2 separate regions of the Muntiacus reevesi genome follow, and region 2 is linked to region 1. The links are chromatin contacts, called in public Hi-C maps. All regions are on one chromosome and are shown on one strand. The core of a region is the stretch at or near the end of the contact, and the rest is flanking DNA. Distances in the headings are between cores, read along the strand shown.

Region 1 (7,452 bases), core at 3,479-5,978:
GAAACTTAACAGGCATCATGCTAAATGAAATGAACCAAACACCCAGTGCCCAATTTCATTTACGTGAGGTACCTAGAACAGTCAAAATTATAATAGAGTCAGAAAAACAGAATAGTGGTTGCCAGCGGCTGGGGGGAGGGGCGAGTGGAGAATTATCTAATGTGTAGCGGTCAGCTGTGGAAGAAGGGTTCTGCACTTGGAAGAGGTGCTGGTTGCACAACACGAATGTACTCAATACCACCGAACTGTACCTTAAAAATGGAACATGGTAAATATGTGTATTTTAACACACACACACACACACACACACACACACACACACACACACAGTCACCTTCTTTAAGGTATTCCAGGTCACTCCTTATAAAAAGTCAAGGACTCAAGGAGAAAGCAATCACGTGGAAGAAAGGCAAGGGCAAAGCCAGAAAGGGGGGAGCTACAGAGCGAGCCTCCTTGAAGGGGTGGGGGCCCGGAAGAGGCGCCGCCAGAAAGGCGGGACCTTCCGGGAGTGTGTTTCTGAGGGAGCGAGCAAGTCCGGAGCTTGGGAGGGGCGTGGTCGGGGAAGGGCGGGGCGGGGCGGGGAGCAGAGGGGTGGGTGCGGCTTGAACGGTGAGAGCTCTGTATGGGAAGAGGCGAAAGTGGGAGGGGAAGCGGTGGGGGAAAGAGCTGGCAGCTGCTGAGGAACCGGATTTCCGCTTAGGCAGAGGGCGTCGTGGGTAGCCGGCTGCCTAGACTGAGCCCTCCACGAATTCGACCTCTTGGCCCGCCACAGCCCCCGCCTTCACCTCTTCTGACCTTGTCGTTGTCGACGGCAGATGTGTTAGGCGTGGCGTCACCACCTCACCTCTCGAACCGCGCGCCCTCGTGTACTACAGGCCGGTTTGTCCAGGTCTCCACCCTCAGTATCAGTAGCCCCAGCAGGAGTGCAATCCCTGCCAGACTCCGAGGACCTATCTTGGGAAACTTCTGCAGCGTCCTGATGCCAGCAGGACAGGAGTCCTACCGTGGTCATGGCCAGACGCCAGCAGGGCTACAGGAATTAGAGTCTAGTTCTCTACTCCCAGCTGGTCTCCAGAGTCCAGTCTATGCCCGGGCCGGAGTCAAGCACAGTGCCCTTGCAGGGCAGCGTGCCACAGTTAAGGTCACCCTTTTGTTTCAGACAGCCCTCACTTAGCCTCCAGAAATCTACCCTCTCCCAGGTCAAAAGTGATGGGCCAGGGGTCCTCTTTCTGTTCCCTTTGTCCATACCTGGGCCTTTGAGTGGAAATTCCTTCTCCTGGACCAAAGACCTGGAAGCTGCTCCTTTGGGGCCCTAATCATGAGGGCTGGGGCAGAACATCACCTTTTATGTATCAACCCTCTCAGAACCCTGTTCCCATGGTTCCTTCCCCCGGAATCCACAACCAAAGCCAGAACCCTCCCAGTTCCTTCACAGTGCTCAGGCCTAGGAAGGAGTAGCCCTTTCACCCCACAATTGGGCCCAAGTTCACTGGCTAAAATTGGCATCTCTTGCCATATACTATCAGCTCAGTTCAGTTCAGTCTCTCAATCATGTCCAACTCTTTGTGACCCCATGGACTGCAGCCTGCCAGGCCTCCCTGTCCATTACCAACTCCCAGGTATTACTCAAACTCATCTCCATTGTGTCAGTGATGCCATCCAACCATCTTATCCTCTGTCGTCCCCTTCTCTCACCTTCAATCTTTCCCAGCATCAGGGTGTTTTCAAATAAGTCAGCTCTTCGCATCATGGTGACCAAAGCATTGGAGTTTCAGCTTCAGCATCAGTCCTTCCAATGAACATTCAGGACTGATTTCCGTTAGGATAGATTGGTTGGATCTCCTTGCAGTCCAAGGGACTCTCAGGAGTCTTCTCCAATACCACAGTTCAAAAGCATAAATTCTTTGGTGCTCAGCTTTCTTTATAGTCCAACTCTCACATCCATACATGACTACTGGAAAAACCATAGCCTTGACTAGATGGACCTTTGTTGACAAAGTAATGTCTCTGCTTTTTAATATGCTGTCTAGGTTGGTCATAACTTTCCTTCCAAGGAGGAAGCGTCTTTTAATTTCATGGCTGCAGTCACCAACTGCAGTGATTTTGGAGCCCAAAAAAATAAAGTCTGCCACTGTTTCCACTGTTTCTCCATCTATTTGCCATGAAGTGATGGGACTGGATGCCATGATCTTTGTTTTCTGAATGTTGAGCTTTAAGCCAACTTTTTCGCTCTCCTCTTTCACTTTCATCAAGAGGCTCTTTAGTTCTTCACTTTCTGCCATAAGGGTGGTGTTATCTGCATATCTGAGGTTATTGCTATTTCTCCCAGCAATCTTGATTCCAGCTTGTGCTTCATCCATATACTATACCATATACTATTTCTTTTAATCATAACAATCCCATGAACTAGGTACTATTGAAGGAGGAAACAGACAGAACAGTCTCCATCTTGAAAGCAGGACTCCATCTTGGGCCGGACTGTGGACTTTGAGCTATATGCCCAGTATTTATGGAAATGACATACCAACTAGAAAACCAGGCCCCCCTGGATGGAAAAGCCCCAGGGCTGGTACCTAGACTCTCTGTTGCCTAAAAGAAAACCCTAATTATCTGTGTAACCAAATAGACTCATAAATTCTATTATGCTTTTTGGGGTATGACCACAGGTCTATTGATAATTGTCAACTGTTGACTACCTAGGATTAAGGCATATGAATCACGGGTTAACTTTGTTTTTGTTTTTGTTTTTATTAGTTGGAGGCTAATTACTTCACAACATTTCAGTGGGTTTTGTCATACATTGACATGAATCAGCCATAGAGTTACACGTATTCCCCAACCCAATCCCCCCTCCCACCTCCCTCACCATCCAACTCCTCTGGGTCCTCCCAGTGCACCAGGCCCGAGCACTTGTCTCATGCATCACGGGTTAACTTTGATTGTATCTTTCTTTTCCTTTATTCAGACTAGTTTCAGGGAATTTGGGGAGGTGGGTTTGGGCACGTACACTTAGGGTATATAAGGTTTTCAGAAAAACTGGTCAGGGTCCTTGGCTAAGAGGAGACTCTGCCTTGGGCCTACCGGTGTAATAAACTGCACTCCACTATCTGCATTGTCCCACTGAGTGAGTTTATTTCCCAGAATGTGTGGCTACAACACTATTATTATTCCTATTTTTACAGATGAAGAAACTAAGGCTCAGAGAATTTAAGCAACTTGCCCAAAGTTATACCGGTGCTAATCAGAATTGGAGGTGAATTTTAATGCCAGGTCTCTATGGCTTCTGGAGCCCTTGTTCTCAAAATCACTGGTGTGCAGAGTAGCACAAAGTACCTTCACCACTAATGACCAGCTTCTGGGTACTGACTTACTGACTGTAGACATGAACACTCAGCTTGGCCTTTTGCTAAGCCCTGTCTCCTCATTGCATCATTCTTCCTCTTGCCAATGAAACTCAATAATAAGTTGTCACACCAGGCTGCCTAATAAAGGAATCTCTTTTGCAATGCTTCAGACCATAGCATCCATCCCACTATCTCCCCAACCTTACACTCCATTGGTCAGTCCTCTGAGGGCTTGGCTCACACTTCTCATTGAGCTTTTGCTTATGCCATTTGCCCTTCTTGGAATGCCCTTCCAATCCCTTCAAGAGCTACAGGTGAAGTTCCAGAAGACTCCTAATCTCCTCAACCCAGGGATCTCACACTGTTCTGAATGGCAAGACCAGAAGTGGCTCCACTAAGCTTCTCTGACCCAGTACCCAATCAAGAAACTTCAAAGAGCAGGGAGGGCTTGTTCAATCCTAAGGCTTTCCTCATGGTTCAGCTGGTAAAGAATCCACCTGCAATTTGGGAGACCTGGGTTCAATTCCTGGGTTGGGAAGATCCCCTGGAGAAGGGAACAGCTACCCACTCCAATATTCTGGCCTGGAGAATTCCATGGACTATTCCATGGGATCGCAAAGAGTTAGACATAACTGAGTGACTTTCACTTTTCTTTCAATAGAGTCAGGAGGGTGAGAAAGGACACCCATGCAGCTGTTCCTTTCAGATCCTGAGCCACTGGTTTATATATATATTTTTTTCCCTCTAAATCTTGTTTGGGGCAAGGAGGGTAAACCATATTAAGGGAGAAGTGGGGTTGAAAAAAGAGGTGCAACTGAGAGATTTCCCAAAAGACAGATGCTTGTAGGAGCCATATAAATGGTCTATCTTCCTATAACATACATTTCTCTGCACTATTTTGGAGAGTGAAAATTTGTAACTTAAAAGCATTCTTTTTTTTTTTTTTTTTTAAGTTTTAGGAACATTAGGACTTAAAAGCAAAATTCTCCAAATATTTTAAACTAAAGCAGGAAAATTGCTAAGAAATTCCGTGCTTGTAGGGAGAAAATCCGGGCTCTTCCACCAACTAGAGCTGATTCTCTTTGCTCTGAGGTTGCCGCATGCATGGGAGCCCAGTGCCTGGAATCTAATGAAGGCAGCTATTGTGATCTCGAGAGTTGGGGGAAGGGAGAATCAGTGCCCAAGGGTGTGTGGCCCAGACAGAGGCCATGGGAGGGGGCAGTCCTGTGTACCCCGTGTACCGTCTGCAACACAGGCTGAGCGAGAAGGTGGAGCATGGCAGCGGCAGTCACTGGCTCCGCCCCCTCTCCCGCCCCTTCCCTGCCGTGCCTCCACGTGGTTCTCAAAAGCCGCAGCTCAGACTTGGTGGTCCCCATACAGCTCCAGTTTGCGGTAGCTCGGCAGCAGGAACTGCAAGCCCCCAAGGGGGTCCGTCTGTGGCTCCTGCCAGAAAAAGATCGAGGAAGGTGCTTTGCCGGCAAAATTGGACTCCACCGGCTTCCGACGACAAGCCAGGGACTGAGAGTCTCGGAGTCCTGAACGACAAGTGAGCGTCCCCAGGGGAAGGACAGGCCAGGGTCGCCATCCACACCGCCATGGCCGCTCCAGTCCGCCGTCTGTGTCATATCGCCTTCCACGTGCCGGTGGGGCTACCCTTCGCCCAGGATCTGCAGCGCTTCTTTGGCTTCCAGCCCTTGGCGGTGCGGGAAGCAGACGGCTGGAGGCAGCTGGCTCTGCGCAGCGGCGACGCTGTCTTTTTGGTGAACGAGGGCGCGGGGCTGGGAGAGCCGCTGTATGGCCTGGACCCGCATCATGGGATACCCAGCGCCACAAACCTGTGCTTCGACGTGGCCGACGCGGACGCTGCCGCCCGGGCGCTGGCGGCACTGGGCTGCAGCGTGCCGGTACCCCCTGTTAGCGTGCGAGATGAGCAGGGCGCTGCCATCTATGCCGTGGTCACTTCGCCAGCAGGCAACCTCAGTCTGACGCTGCTGGAGCGCACTGGCTTCAGTGGGCCCTTCCTGCCTGGCTTTAGCCCTGTGCCCTCTGCACCCGGGCCCTGCTGGTTCAGCCACGTGGATCACCTGACCTTGGCCTGCAACCCCAGCAGCTCCCCAAAACTGATGCACTGGTTCCACGACTGTCTAGGCTTTCACCACCTACCACTGAGCCCAGGTGAGGATCCAGAGCTGGGCCTGGAGGTGGCAGCAGGGTCCGGGCTTGGTGGGCTGAGGCTCACTGCCCTGCAGGGCCCTGTCGGCAGCGCTGTCCCCACCCTTGTGCTGGCAGAGTCCCTGCCGAGGGCCACCAGCGGACAGGACCAGGTGGAGCAGTTCCTGGCCAGGAACAGGGGACCTGGATTGCAGCACGTGGGGCTGTACACACCCAGTATCAAGGAAGCCACTGAAGGGGTGGCAGGGGCTGGGGGTCAGCTTCTGACTCCTCCTGAGGCCTACTACCAGCAGCCAGGCAAGGTGGAGCAGATCCTGGCTGCAGGGCACGAGCCTAACCTGCTGGCCCAACAGGGGGTCTTGCTAGATGGTGACAGAGGCAAGTTTCTGCTTCAGGTCTTCACCAAGTCCCTGTTTGCAGAGGACACTTTCTTCCTGGAGCTGATCCAGAGACAGGGGGCCACTGGCTTTGGCCAGGGCAACATTCGGGCCCTGTGGCAGTCTGTGCAGGAGCAAGCTGCCAGGGTCCAAGAAACCTGCAAAGGGCCCAAGCTGGATGCAGCCGCCTGTCCTGGAGCATTGGAAAGTTCGGCTTAGGGCCTGCTGGAACTGAGGGACATTCACGGAGGCCTGGAGTAAAAGCTTTTGTCTTTAGGGGCTTCCATTTCATCAGTACCTGCCAGAAGTTGAAACTCTCACAGGGGTCCAGAAAGGTAGGATTTTTATAACTGTGAAACATTTCTCATATTGTCTGTATCTAATATATATGCAAAGTGTAAATAGCAGCAGGATTATATGATTAGGAAATAGAACTGGGATTTCTGAATCCTCCTTGTGTCTTTCTGACCTCATTTCTCTCCATCACACCTCCAATATTATGATTAAAAACCTGTTTTTCTCACCAGCCCAGGTTGGATGCATGAGACAAGTGCTCAGGACTGGTGCACTGGGAAGACCCAGAGGGATGGGATGGGAAGAGAGGTGGGATCGGGATGGGAAACACATGTAAATCCATGGCTGATTCATGTCAATGTATGGCATAAACCACTACAATATTGTAAAACAATTAGCCTTCAACTAATAAAAATAAATGAAAAAAAAAAACCTGTTTTTCTGCATTGTTTCACTACATATATAATATATCCCTAAACAAATGATCTAAATGGCAACCCACTCCAGCATTTTTTCCAGAAAATTCCATGGATATAAGAGCCTGGTAGGCTACAGTCCAAAGAATCTTTGGATTCTTTGGGGTCTCCAAAGAATCACTGAGCACAGGAGTCTAAGGCAAAATAAATTCTCCTGTGCTTCCCCTCTCCCTAGGGAGAAGCCACTGCAGGGAGGGGCTGAGTCAGGGCTAAGCCCAACCACCTGCTCTAGGGTGATAACGCAGCTCCAATCAGAGACCTGGCCAGAGAGTGCTGGATGTAAGCCACTGGCAGGAGCTCCCTGCAGCTGCCTTCTCCCCTTCTGGGGTTGGAGGAGGACAGATCACTCAGGACGGAACACCCCCCCTCTTCCATCTGCCCAGGGCTGGCTAGGAGCTCAGAAGTCAGCACCAAACAGAGCTCTACCACTTTCTGGGTCCCTCAGAGGTAAGGAGTGAAGGGGCTCAGGAGAGGGTGGGAAGTCTCCAGAATGACTACAAAAATAAGCATTTTATTAAACAGGATTCTCTGCGGGGTGGAGGATTCCAAAGGCATCACTGGGCTGCACTGTTGAGGCTGGGTGCATCAGTGGGGACCTGGGGCCGAAAGAAACTCTCCAGGACTTGCTGGCCTGGGCTGGGCTTTTTCCGTTTGGACAGGGTGGCCACCTGGGATCTTTTGGAACCCTGTGCAGAAGACAAAGGAAACACCGAGGTGACAGTAGAGTCTTCTCCTTCCACCCCGCCCCCCACACCACTGATCTAGCTCAGATTCTAGCCTTAATACTGT
Region 2 (7,452 bases), core at 2,929-5,428, 460 kb before region 1:
GGGCTTGTTCAGATGCTGCAAGTCTAGGCTGGGTGCCTTCACATCTCAGTGTCAGCTTCCAGGGCAGACCCTCAAACCCTCTTTTTTTTTTTCCCCAAACCCTTATCTTTAGCCCAATTCAGAGTATGCCAGTTCAGTTTTAAACAATTTTAATTGCACAAATAATAATACATTCTCATTGTAAACAAATTGAACATAACAGATAAAGTACCCAGTACACACTTTGGCCCCTCTTCAGGGTGAGGTTATCAGAATAAGGTATATCCTAAACATCTTTTTATGTGACCCTGGGGGCAGCAGCATTCTCTGGAAAACTAGAAATAGCAAATTCTTAACCTCTCTCCCAGATTTGAATCAAATGCTGGGGGTGGTACCCAAGACTTTAACCAGCCCTTCAGTGATAACTGATGCTCCCTCAAGTTTAAGAACTGGCCTAGCCCCAAATCGCAGCGGAAATAAACCTTGCACCTGGGCTCTAGTCCTCTGTGCCTCGCTCTTGCGTCCTACCTTCACCTCCAAGCCAACGTGGAAGCACCCCCTACCCTGATTCAGGCCCTTCTGCCATCAGGGGCGGTCCCTAGGTGCCTGGGCTTAGGGCACGTGGGAATGCTGCTCTAATAGCTCCTCAGGGCCCGCAAAGTGGGCCGGGGCGGGCCTGGGGGAGGCAGCTGGACGACCCGCCCCCCCTGGTTGGCTCAGGGCTCCTGGGTCTCGTCCCCAGACCCTGACGCCTCCTCCTCGATGCGGTCCGCTGCCTCGACGTCGCCGCCCTCTTCGGCCCGGAAGCGCAGCAGATGCGGGGTCCGGGGGGCGCGGACGCGGCCGAAGTTCCGAAGGCTGATGGCTGGCGAGGGAGCGCCTACGCCCAGGAAGCGGCCGAGCAGTGGGGTCTGCGCGGTCACCGGCCGGGCTGGCCCAGGTGACGCCTCCACCTGCAGGCTCTGCTCAGGGTCGTCGCTCATGCTGCGGGCAGGCAGGAGGGCTGTGTGAGCAAGCCTCTGACAGCAGGGGGACCGGGAGGGACCGAGTCCTGGACCCCAGGAGGGTGGGCGGGGAACTGGAGCCTGGCTACTGACTCAGGTCCTGCCTCCGCCGGCGGGGACTACTCACCGCAGGTTGAAGGTGGAGCCCAGGAAGGAAGGCCGCAGCGACTCGGCCACAGTGGCCACTGTGTAGGGCGGCTGCGCCGAGTCCTCATCCCAGTAGGCGTCCTTCTCCGTGGGAGGCAGGTTCTGGTACATGTCATCCACGGAGAGCAGGGATACCTGGGGGCAGCAGGTCACAAGAATCCCCTTCTCCTCTGCGAACCCGGACTGAGAGCTGGCAAGGAGGGAGAGCCCGACTTCCAGAGAGCTGCCACCAGACCCTGAATCACCTGCAAGTTGCGGTCTATAAGCTGGTTGGTTTCAAAGTCGTCATCATCCTCACCAAAGGGATTAATGATCTGTTCTGCCACCTGCAGGTGGTAAGAGAGTGTTTTCTGGGCTCAGAGCCCTACTTTCTAACCCCAAAGTGTGGGTGGGTCCTCGGTCCATACCTCCACCCCCTGAAGTGCCCACCTTGAGCCAGCCAGCATAGAAGAAGAACTGCAGCAGAGTGGTGAGAGGCACATACATGTCCAGATCGCCCACGGCTGGCCCTGGCTCCAGAGGCTCCCGAGGTTTGGCAGCACCTGCCACTGGTTCCACGAACTGGCGGCCCACCAAGGAGAGGGCAAAGAAGGAGTATACCGCTATGGTCACCACCTGGAGGAGGGGATGCCAGGCTGAGTGGGACAGGTTAAAATGCTGTCTCTGCCCCGAGGGTCAGTGGTAGATCTAACAAGTAATTAAAATATGTAGCGGGGACTTCCCTGGGGGTGAGGTCCCAATGTAGGGGACCCAGGTTCCATCCCTGGTCAGGGAACTAGATCTCACATTGCTGCACCTTGAGTTCGCATGCACCAACTAAAGCTCCCCCGTGCTGCAAAGAAGACCCAACCCAGCCAAATAAATAAATATTTTAAAAAATAAAAAATAAATACAACATGTAGCAAGGTGTGGCAGCACCAAGTCGGAGGGGATCATCTTAGTGAGGGTCCAGGGAGGCTTTGAGGATGAGCCCTTGGCTATTTAGTGTCTCACTGGACTGAACTGCCGCTCCTGGGCAGGTACCATCTCTAGTTCTCGGTGTCACACACAGCACAGGACATACAGTAGGCACTGGGGCTGGGGAGGTGAGAGGCAGTTACTTGGGTGTAGACGAGGGGGATGCTGATCCAGTCATAGTGGAAGAGCATACTGCACTTGGCCCGGTACTTGTTCAGCTCCTGGTGGAACAGCAGGAAGAGGAAGTCAGTGGAGACAGGAAGAAAGGAGAAGGGGACGGGGAGTCCAGTACACATTTAAGCCTGGGCTAGGTCTCATTCTGCTTTCAGAGGTGTTGTCAGGCTGGGGTGCCTGTGATGGAAGGGAGTTTAGCACAGTGACTGCAAGGACAGACCCTGGAGCCAGAAGCTCTGAGGATGAATCTCAGCTCCACTAACTAGCTGTGTGACTTGGGCAAGTTTTTTTTCCCGCTCCTTGCCTCAGTTTCCTCACTTCCTCACACTTGCTGCGCTACATAATAGACCCCATGTAGGTGTTAAGCACTGAAATTATGATTGCAGTATGCAGAACTAGGGGGAGGAGGGCAGATGGGCCCTGTCCTAGGCTGACTCACTTCCAGGAGCAGGCAGAGAGCAATGTCATCACGGATTCGCCCGTCCCTCCGGGCCTGGGCCGCCAGATTGGTGAACCAGACGCAAGGAATCCAGTACTTATTGAAGTCAGATTTCAGGCTCTCAAACTTTTTCCTTTCTTCCTGGGACATGAAACCTGCAGGGATGAAGAGAAAGGAATGAAATCTCATCCTTGGCCTCCAGGACTCAACGCTCTGGGGCCCTGGAGCTCCCCCTGGTGGTCAAACCTTCCCGCCTAGGAGACCCTCGGGGCAGGTCCGGTCCAGTCCCTCCCAGGGCTCCCTGAGCGCTGCACCTGCGTCCACCACGTGCTCCATGGTGGGAAAGCGCTTGAGCACGCGCGTGCTGACAGAGCGCAGCACCAGCACCGACGCTAGGTTGGCGTAGCGAATGAGGGTGCGGCGCAGCAGACGGCCACGCTGGTCCACGCCGTGCACGGTGGCCGAGATGACGCACATCAGCTGGTCCGGCAGCGGGATGCTTGTGTACTGGGCCCACCAGCGGTTCACCACCATGGTCACGTAGAAACCTGGTCGCCGTCGTGGGTAGCGGGGACGGGAAGGGAAGAGGGAGGGCTTGGAAGTCAGTGTGTCCTGCCCGCAACCAGAACGCCTGGTCCAAGCCAGGTGGAACCAAGGCAGGGGGAAGGACGCATTGACTCCAGCACCCTGCCTCGCTTGTCGGAGGGACAACCACATCCTCTGATTATGCCCTGATGGACCAAACCAGGCAGGGAGAAAGAAGACTGCAGACCTCCTCAGGCAGAAGAGACGTGATGGTTCAAGTCCAAACAGTGGTTAACTATGAGCCCTGCTTCCCATGAGGGTGCGGAGGGAGGTGTCACCTCTCTCCAGTTCTAATGCAGGACCCAGGGGGGTGTGAGGCCAGCAGCAGGCTGGGGCTGTGTTTGGAGTGAGGGTCGGGCTGGTGATAGGCAGGGCCTAGTCCTCTGGGAATCCTGGACCCGGCACACAGCTCCCTTGTCTGCTGAGCCTGCTCTGGTTGACCTCCAGATGTGCCGCTGGACTAGTTCTGACCCTCAGAGCTAGCAGCCCAGCCCAAAGGTCAGGAAAGATGGCTAGGGGACTGCAAGGGAGAACCCCTTGTCCTTTGAACTTACCCAGTACAAAGGACAAGGGGATGAGGTCCGCAGAGCGGTTGCAGTATCGGGCCACCTGAGCGTACACGTGCTTCTGCTCCTGGGTCAGCAGCAGCCTGGGGAAGGTCAGGTGGGCCCTGGGTTAGAGGGAGATGGGCAACCTAGTCCCCTGCAGGCCAGCCCTCAGACCCTGCCCTCACCCTCGCACCGGTAGGTGACGCTAAGCAGAGCATACAGGGCGATGAAGAGGAGGAACTCCTTGTAGAGGAGCTTGTAGATGCTTCCCCGCCAACGGAGAAGCAGGCCAGAGAAGCCTCCGAAGCGGGCCTCCGCCACTTTGAGGGTGTAGGAGACGGTCATGGTGCTGGCGGCCTGGGGCAGAAGGTCGAGAGAGCTGCCCTTGGAGCTGTCCTTCTCCCCCCACGAACCTTCTCCTTGGCCTGCCTTCTCGTCACCCAGCTTAGGTCCCCAGGTAACCTCCCACAACTCTGGTCACCCCCCGACCCCAGCCTTCATCCAGTCAGTAGACCAAGGGGAGGAAGCAGACAAGCAGACAGAGAACACCCCCAGCCCCCTAGGACTCAGTGGCATGTGGGTCAAACCAGGATGAGATGGGGCAGAGGGGAGCTTAGATCTATATCCTCTCCTGCCTGAGGCTGCCCCAAGCTCCTCTTCCACTTGCAGGACTAGGAGGAACCCCTGAACTGCTGAGGACAGGAGACTCAACTGTAGCCTAGCCCCACACACTGTGGGGTCTTGCTCTCGAGGCTGATAGGTGGTCTCTCAAGGCACAGGGCACTCTGACCCCCACCCCACACCTACCTACCTGCTCTGGACAGCAGCCTGTGCCGAGGAAGGGGAACTGAGCTAGCCTTCACCCCACAACACTTAAGTACCTCCTGGGTCCATAAAGTTTGCCCGGACTGAGGTTATCATTGATGGATTGAGGCTGTCACCCGGCTTCCCCTGGTGCTGGGAACTGGCTGTGTCTTCCTGTGCCTGCAGGGCTGGGCTGGCCGTTGAGTGCTATAAATGCCTCTGCGTTGACCCCGCAGCTCACACCATGTCCTTGGAACCAAGGTGACAGAAATGACTGTCCCACGCTCCAGGTGAGAAGACAGATGCATGATAAAGTGTTATAACAGCTGCTGATGGCAGAGCACTGACAAGTGACAGGCACTGTGCCAGAGGACCACTCCATCAAATCTCTGGCCTGTCCTGGGAGGCTCCCTCCCCACGCTGTGAGCTGCTTCTCCCTGCAAGTGGTTCCTGAAGAGAGGAAGCAGGGAGGGGGGTTAGGAACATAAGTTTGCAAGGCCGACACACCTGGGGTTGAATTCTGCTGCTCTGTGGCTTTGTCCAAGATACCTAATCTCTCTGGACTTCAGTTTGCTCCTCTGTAAAACAGTATCAATAACTCCTTCCTCACAAGGCAGTGGAGACTATTCAGAGCAAGAATGCCCGGAGCCGGGAGCATGCAGGCATTTATCCTGGGCGACTGTCACCATGAAAAGCCAGTCTTTTCCCTTTGGTTTCCGCCTAGTGGTCCACTGTTGCTTCTCAGAACCTGGCAATCCTGCAGAGATTGAGAGTCAGAGACCTATCCCCCGATGCCTGGCCGGCCTGTCCCCAAGTCAAACAGTGCCAGGTCCTGGCTTTTAACGTGGATATGAGGCCTATGAGATGCCCCCACTTCCACCTGCTGTCGTGAGCCTCTGACCTCACTCCCTTTGACTGCTCCTTTGAGGTCCTCTCTCGAATCAGTTAGTCATACCGCCCTAAAATCTACAAAGAGGTTTCCCCTCCAACCCACAAGACATTGGACAGGATTACATCTGATTCAGCTCAATAAAGCTGAGGACTTGAACCCAGGGAGGCTTTTCTTTTCTCTATTTTATTAAAAAAATTTTTTAAATTAGACTACAGTTGATTTACAATGTTGTGTTTGTTTCTGCTATACAGCCAAGTGAATCATTTATGCATATGCATATATCCACTTTTATTTAGATTATTTTCCCATATAGGCCGTTACAGAGTACTGAGTTCCCTGTGCTATACAGCAAGTCCTTATTAGTTATCTACTTTGTACATAGTGATGTATATTTATCAGTCTCAATCTCCCAATTTTTATCCCTCCCCCTCCCCCCCATAACTATAAGTTTGTTTTCTACATCTGTGATTCTATTTCTGTTTTGCAAATAAGTTCTTTTATACCATTTTTTTTAGATTCCATATAGAAGTGATATAATACATTTGTCTTTCTCTGACTTCACTCAGCATGAGAATCTCTAGGTCCATCCATGTCATTATTTCATCTTTTATAGCTAAGTAATATTCCATTGTGTGTGTGTGTATATATATATATATATATACACATATATATATATATCACATCTTCTTTATCCATTCTTCTATTGAACATTTAGGTTGCTTCCATGTCTTAACTATTGTAAACAGTGCTGCTGTGAACACTGGGGTGCATGTATCATTTAACCTGAAAGATATCTGGTCCTTCTCCCCACTTTTTATAAGAAACTCCCTGAATGAGCAAGGTCTGCGGGCCAACTCATGGCCTGATGAGTTATGTTTCCTTCCCAGGCTCAGGTGAGGTGTCCATATGTAGAAAGAACAGGACTCTGTGTGTGTTTGTCCTGGAGGTCTGGAAAACCCACGAGCTGACCTGCAAAAGGGCAAGATACCAGTTCTGGGGACTTAACCCGCATGGCCCTGCAGCGCCTTCCCACGCTCTGATCTGTGGCTTTCCTAGAACGTTCTGGACTGCTTCTCTTAAAGAGTCTCTGCTACCTGAGAAGCCCAGGCCCTGACGTCCTGTCACTTCTCTGACAGTGCTTCCAGTTGGCTGCGTTTCAGTCCTTAGCTCCCATCCCCATCTGAGGCTCTCTCACATCTGCCTGTTACCCACTCTCTGGATCTCTGGCCTGTGAATTTCCCACAGAGCCATGGGTAAAGGTGCAGAACCTGAAGCCTTGCCCCGGGAGGGAGCAGTCCTCAGGCCCCACCCAGCCCCTCCTTCCTGAGTCACTTTATCTCCCTTCCCAGTTGATGACAGGTCCCTTTGGTTTATGGTCAAGGAGAGGGAACCACTCCACCTGTAAATCATTTTCCCCACCCTTCTTTATCCTCCCCTAGCTCTTGCCCCTCCCTCTCTTCTGGTCCTAACCACCAGTGCCCCCTCCCCTCCTCACAGCTGAGAGCTGATATATGGCTTGGCAGTTTATTGCATGGAGTCTGGAGCCAGACTGCCTAGATAATTTTTTTTTAAGATCACATTTTATATATTTATTTATTTTGTTGTTCAGTCGCTAAGTGGTATCCAACTGTTTGCGACCCCTTGGACTGCATCACAAGAGGCTTCCCTGTCCTTCACTATCTCCCAGAGTTTGCTCAAACTCTTGTCCATTGAGTCAATATTTATTTATGTATTTGGCTGCACCGGGTGTTAGTTGCAGCATGCGGGATCTTCAGTTCCAGAATGTGAATTCTCAGTTGTAATATATAGGGTCTAGTTCCCTGACCAGGAATCAAACCCAGGCCCTGTGCATTGGGAGCACAGAATCTTAGCCACTGAACCACCAGGGAAGTCCCTGCCCATATGTTTAAATCCAGACTCCAC

What was found. Hi-C and Micro-C count contacts between places; a contact is called where the count stands out from the background.
Region 2: a contact with region 1 is called in a Hi-C map of blood, with 3 times the contacts expected there. The contact joins the promoter of BEST4 here to the promoter of HPDL in region 1. A contact is called at or near these places in 2 of 3 Hi-C or Micro-C datasets (blood and muscle).

The regions. Positions count from the first base shown.
Region 1 is chr1:159,514,045-159,521,496 of mMunRee1.1, reverse strand. HPDL (4-hydroxyphenylpyruvate dioxygenase like) reads left to right here and starts at 4,728. Exons shown (of 1, transcript XM_065929366.1): 1 at 4,728-6,477. The coding sequence starts at 4,940. The coding sequence ends at 6,112. MUTYH (mutY DNA glycosylase) reads right to left here. Exons shown (of 16, transcript XM_065914135.1): 16 at 7,167-7,349. The coding sequence ends at 7,218.
Region 2 is chr1:159,971,369-159,978,820 of mMunRee1.1, reverse strand. BEST4 (bestrophin 4) reads right to left here and starts at 4,178. Exons shown (of 10, transcript XM_065929471.1): 1 at 4,027-4,178; 2 at 3,840-3,934; 3 at 3,015-3,248; 4 at 2,701-2,855; 5 at 2,231-2,308; 6 at 1,673-1,745; 7 at 1,560-1,639; 8 at 1,376-1,456; 9 at 1,111-1,265; 10 at 657-963. The coding sequence starts at 4,178. The coding sequence ends at 696.